Regions from separate parts of the Mus musculus genome. Here region 1 is linked to region 2. A link is a contact called in public Hi-C data. All regions are on one chromosome and are shown on one strand. The core of a region is the stretch at or near the end of the contact, and the rest is flanking DNA. Distances in the headings are between cores, read along the strand shown.

Region 1 (2,731 bases), core at 45-2,544, 42 kb after region 2:
TGATAAAATGCTCCCTCTAAAAAGCACACTTTAAAACCACTGGACAGCTCTGATGAGCTGGAGCCGCGATTTACAGAATATGTCCCTCTGTGAAGGTGCACACCTATCCCTCTAGAAGTGAGTGCTATCCTGGGGTGTACGCCCACCGCTATGCCCATTCCTCACTTGGCTTCTGAGCCCCCAAGCACACCCCGTGTCTTCAGCTGGACAGGCTGCCATCTATGTGAGGCACTGGCAAACTGAAATATGCCCAGGACCTCATGTATACAGTACCCCTGCTGCCGCCTGTTAGTACTGTACCAGGTAGTAGTGACTCTTAGCAGGGATCAGACTTTCAGAAGGGCCTACGGGACTGAGTGGGTCCTCCTCTAGCATCTCAAGCAACTAAGGTTGTTTTAGGGCCAGGACCTAGACGGGGATGCTATATAGCCCAGTTGCTGGCACACAGTCGATGCCAGGGACCGTCCAGCAGACACTGTCACCTGCCTGTGATGACTCTATTCAATTTATCTCGACAAAACCAGACTGGGATTCCCAGCCTCCTGGGGGTGGAGAGGAAAAGTACAGAAGTAGTCAGATTGGACTGAGTATGTCTCAGCTGCATCTGAGCTGGTGACGCTCGGCTAGTAAAACGTTCAAGTTCCTTCCTGAATCCCGCATCCCGAAGACTTGGCATGTGAGCTCTGGAGATGTTAATGGATCAAATGGATCAATTCTGTGGCTGAGCTTACATCGTCGTCCCATTCTGCAGCACGAGGGCTGGAACCTGTTTCAGGATCTCCAGGTTCCGTGAACTCTGGGACTGGCCCCTGACCTCAGCAGGGTTCACTGACAAATCTGTGTCCAAAGCCCTGAAACCCAGGGGTAAAGATGGGAATGATAGGCTCCCCTGACCCAGCCTCACAGAATTTGCTAGATCAATTCAAACTGAGCTATTGCACTGACAGTCAGACCTGGATACCCTGGTGTTTGGTGGCAGCCTTTCCTCTAAAGCTAGAACACTTTGTAATACACAAGGCTGGATACTTAGCTACTCCTGAAGCAGACTGGTTCATGTGTAGGGACGACGAGACCAAAGCATGGCCAGAGAAAGGGCTGTTCCTGCCTCAGAACCACACCATGGAAGTCCTTCCTCTACGTGTGAGACCCAACAGGCTTCAGACTACTCCCAAGAGTGTTTGCTTACTGTGCCAAAAAAAAAAAAAAAAAATCCTTTCACAGAACACATCTTCCTCTCATCAGCGTCTCAGCCAAATCAGGGCACCACACTCCCTACTGGAGCAGCCCGGCTCCCTTCCCTTCACTCTGTTCTTTTCTTAGAAAGGAGACCGATCTGCCAAGGGGGTTCTGAATGGCAAAGCAAAAAGGCCTCCTGAATCAATCATTTCGCATCCAAGAGCGGCCTCCGTGTGTAAGCTTCCTCCTCTCTATGCTGGGAACAGGAAGTCCACTGCCTTTCCCATAGCAGGTGGCTCCTTCCCAAGCATATTAAATTCATACCAAAAAAAAAAAAAAAAATCCAGGCAGCTGGGGATGGATCAACTTCAGGAGTTCCATGAGTTTCTCAGACAAATGTTTGCTCCAGCATAAAAGAAAAGAAAAAAACCAACAATACCTCTCCTGTGACCAGGCCCAAACCACAGGAACAAAACTCACACCTGCTCTTTTGAACGGTTTCTCAGCTCGTGAGACAGTGCTGATCCTGGTATCCTAACCAAGGCTGGTGGGGCACACCCTTACACAGACTCAGAGGCAGCCATGCTCCTACTCCATCCTTTCACCTTTGCCCACATACTGACTATTCTCGCAATGGACGAGTAGGACTGCCCTGCACCACTGAGGTCAAAGTAAAGCTATAACAGCACTCAGAACCCAGAGCTTCTCTAGGCAGGCCCCCTGCATCCTGTACGCCTTCGGAGGTCAGTTTAGAAAGGCCACAGTGGCAGTGTTCTCCGTGAAGATGCTGCAGGGCACAGCAGGCCACGGACCAGTCAGTGGCTCAATATGGCCTGCTGTCTATTCAGTTTTGTAAGGCCCTCCCAAGCAAGAGGGTTTTTTTTTTTTACACTTGCCAACAGCTGGGGCAAAAACAAACAAATTAACAAGTCCCCCACGCCCCACCCCCAAATAGGAGTATTTTATAAGAAGAAAACGAGAGGAATTCAAATTCCAATATAAAGTTTTAGTTGGGCACCAGCAGTAACACTGGCTGCAATCCAAGCACTAGGGGAGTTTGAGGCAGGAAGATTATCCTAAATACCTGGGCTACACTGACTCCATCCTTGTTGATTCCTGAATCATAGTGGCAGAGCAGAGGGGCTGGAAGGAAGAGTGAGCGTGCGGTCCCCAGCACCACCAATCCTCTCCAGTGTATTAGAGAAATCCTCTCAGTCTATGGAGTGGTCCACAGAGAAGCCACGGCCTCTCCCACTACACAGAACCATCACTGTTCCTACCGCCCTGTAGTAAATCCGATCTCCTTACAATCACCCCACGTACCGGAGTATCTTCATCTGCGGGAAGCCCTGCCTCTGACCAGCAGCTATCTTCTGGAGACCCTGAGCTAGCTAGTGTCACCTCATCGAGCTCCTCCTAGGTTTCATTAGAAAGCCTGTGAGATGACATTTTCAACTGTTGGAGCCTCACGGGGGACGATGCTAGCCCACACCTTGACATCTCAAGATTCAGAGTACAGTCACTAGCACCTCTCTGTGCTCTGCCCACCACCTGC
Region 2 (2,700 bases), core at 70-2,569:
CCACCTCCAGGGCCAATTAAAGGGAATGTCTCACGCGGCCAATTAAGTAGTTAACAACTACTGGGGCTCATCAGATCACCCGTGGCTGCTTCCCTGCCTCACCCGGATGGGGAGAGAGAAGTATGTTTTATTTCTCTCTCTCTCTCTCTCTCTCTAAAGATTTATTTATTTATTATTACGTATAAGTACACTATAGCTGTCTTCAGACACTCCAGAAGAGGGCTTCAGATCTCATTACAGATGGTTTTGAGCCACCATGTGGTTGCTGGGATTTGAACTCAGGATCTTTGGAAGAGCAGTCAGTGCTCTTAACCGCTGAGCCATCTCTCCAGCCCCGAGTTTTATTTCTCTCTCTCTCTCTCTCTCTCTCTCTCTCTCTCTCTCTCTCTCTCTCTCTCTCTCTCTCTCTCTCTCATAAGAGAGAGAGAGTTGTTGTTGTTTTATATATATATATATATATATATATATATATCAACAACAAACAAAAAAACAAAAACAAAACTTAAGTATTTTTGAAAAGCCAGCAGGCTGCATCAATAGGTGAACTGTCCCAAAAGTAAGGTTTCCCGTCATTGTTTCTCTGACAGATTTTAAGAGCTCAACTAACTCAGAGAAATGCCAAGACCGTGGGTGACATCGGATGGCATTTTTTTGCCAGGGAACGCAGTAGGAAGCACTTCGCAGACAGGATGAGCCAGTCTGAAGCCAGCAGACATCAGCCAGCTGGTGAGACCCTGTCGCTCCAGGCAGATGCAGCTGGGGACATGCGTGGGAGGCAGTATGCTCCGTCTAAGCGGGCGGGGGTGAGCCCCACTCCGCAGAACAAGAAAACAGAAATTTGACGGTGGACCCACTGGGTCTAGGCAGCAGGTGCTTGCAAGCACCGCCTACAGTCAGCTTCCAGTGAGTGTTTGCTGCGAGTTTGGTTGCTTGTTTAAACGCTTTGCAGAATTCAAGAACAATCATAAGCCAAGTCACACTTTCCAAACACAGGGCAATACTCCAGGCAGCAGGGGGTTCTACCGAGAAAAAAAAAAAAAAAGGAAAAAGGAAAAAAAAATCAAGGTAATCAAGAAGATAGGTGCAAAAAACAGAGAGGGTGACCCGCGCGGTCCTAGCTTGAGCGATTTCAGTGGTGGGTCCTAGTAACCCCACAGTCTTGGGACAGTTGGTTGCTATAGGGTCGAGCACCATGATGTCATGTATCCTACGGAACCAACTAAGCTGAGTCCATATTAGTTCTGGCGGCGCTATGACCCTCGAGTGTCCAAAGGCCGCCAGTTCTGCTCCCGAGGGGCGTGGCCTTTCCACACTCCCCACGTGGTCTTTTCCATCCTGGATCTCGGCTGGACCAGCCTAGCGCAGCCGGGTCTCATGGATTCGCAGTCCCGCTGCGTGGTGGTGACCGGTAAGCCCAAGTTTCCCTGCGTTCCGGGTTTTGGTTTTGGCTGCTTTCTGCTGGGGCCTGGAATGCGCACTTGCTCGACTCTGCTTGTAAACAGCTCTCCCAGGGGAACACGGGTGGCAACTGGTGTTGGTAGGAATTCCAGATGGAAGCTGACTTCCTGCTCAGCCCTATTAAAAAAAAACACAGGCTTTCCTGCCTCTGAGCCCCTTCGCCACAAATAACTTGAGTGCCATGCACGGAGGTGCCCACTTGTGGCTTAGGTTCTCTCAGACCTTGTTTGTCCTTCAGCCCCTTGGGGAGGAGCCCAGGCTACCACCTGCTGTCCCTAAGCCTAGGACCCAGTGGAGACCATCGAATTGCAGATTTAGACAGAATTAACCATCACAGGGCCTCATACCATCCTTTTTAAAGGACCAGGCCTTGATGGAGACTGCAGTCGCCAACCCCCATGGTGCTTTTGCTACTATGGAAACACTGAAATAACCAACACACACACTGGTTGTGGATGCCACTGAACACACACACACACACACACACACACACACACACACACTGGTTGATGCCTCTGAACCCCAAAAGGTCAGCCTGGAAGGAATGGTGGCTGCTCTGTCCTCCATCTCAGCCGCACATCTGAAGTCACCCCAGCCACAGGCACCTGTCATTGTCACAGCTGGTCCCTATGGGCTTACTCTTTCCTCACGATGCTCTTATTTTTAGTCAGACACCAAAGCGCTTTATTTATTTTTAGTTAGACACATTTGGCACATTTCAAGTTTTCCAACTTGTATTCGATAAAGGGAAACAAAGGATTCCTGTCACCTGTCCTAATTGAAAGCTTCTTTGATAAATACTTTCGGACAGTGATTCATACTATCAGCCTTCCAAAAGGAGGAAGGAAAAAAAAAAAAAAGAAAAGAAAAGAGCATTCTTTTGAGACACTCTTATTCCCTTGCACTTCTGATTTGTTTTTTTTTTTTTTTTTTTTATTTCGGGTCCAGAGATGGAATGGCTCAAATTACATTTGACGTCCTCAGGAAACCATACTCTTGGTAAAAGCAGTGCCTGTCTCAAATGAAATATGGGCATGGAAATGTGCTGCCCCCTCTTGGACTCACGTCTTTCCCTACATTTCTCTCATCAGCCAGCAGTTGCTGGGAGTCAGGCGCCATTGGGAAATGCCCACTGGATCCCAGAGTGTGGCCTGCCTTTATTAGTAATGTTTTGAGTTTGCCGGAGGACAGACTCTTCATTTTATTGGAGCCCCTAGTTGTGTAAATCTTGTCTTGACAACT

The links. Hi-C and Micro-C count contacts between places; a contact is called where the count stands out from the background.
Region 1: a contact with region 2 is called in a Hi-C map of cerebral cortex, with 1.7 times the contacts expected there. The contact joins the enhancer-like site here to the promoter of Pgpep1l in region 2. A contact is called at or near these places in 3 of 39 promoter capture datasets (frontonasal cranial neural crest, pre-B cells and second pharyngeal arch cranial neural crest), 1 of 15 datasets of contacts at CTCF or cohesin (the NIH/3T3 cell line), 8 of 484 Hi-C or Micro-C datasets (the CH12 cell line, DN3 thymocytes, bone marrow-derived DN2 thymocytes and 4 more), 5 of 115 datasets of contacts at active chromatin or transcription factors (the SCID.adh cell line, bone marrow-derived macrophages, embryonic stem cells and 1 more) and 3 of 9 other capture datasets (adipose tissue, liver and pancreatic islet).

Annotation. Positions count from the first base shown.
Region 1 is chr7:68,220,489-68,223,219 of GRCm38.p6, reverse strand. The region is part of intron 20 of Igf1r (insulin-like growth factor I receptor); the gene reads right to left. Among named protein-coding and RNA genes, the nearest start is that of Pgpep1l, 42 kb to the left of the region's middle. Within about 2 kb of position 1,294, at least 33 of the 459 cell types and tissues checked have an H3K27ac peak or open chromatin away from gene starts, as enhancers often do. A contact at or near this core is called in DN3 thymocytes, the SCID.adh cell line and cerebral cortex, where this site is marked.
Region 2 is chr7:68,262,852-68,265,551 of GRCm38.p6, reverse strand. It overlaps Pgpep1l (pyroglutamyl-peptidase I-like), which reads left to right and starts at 1,319. Exons shown (of 4, transcript NM_030101.1): 1 at 1,319-1,408.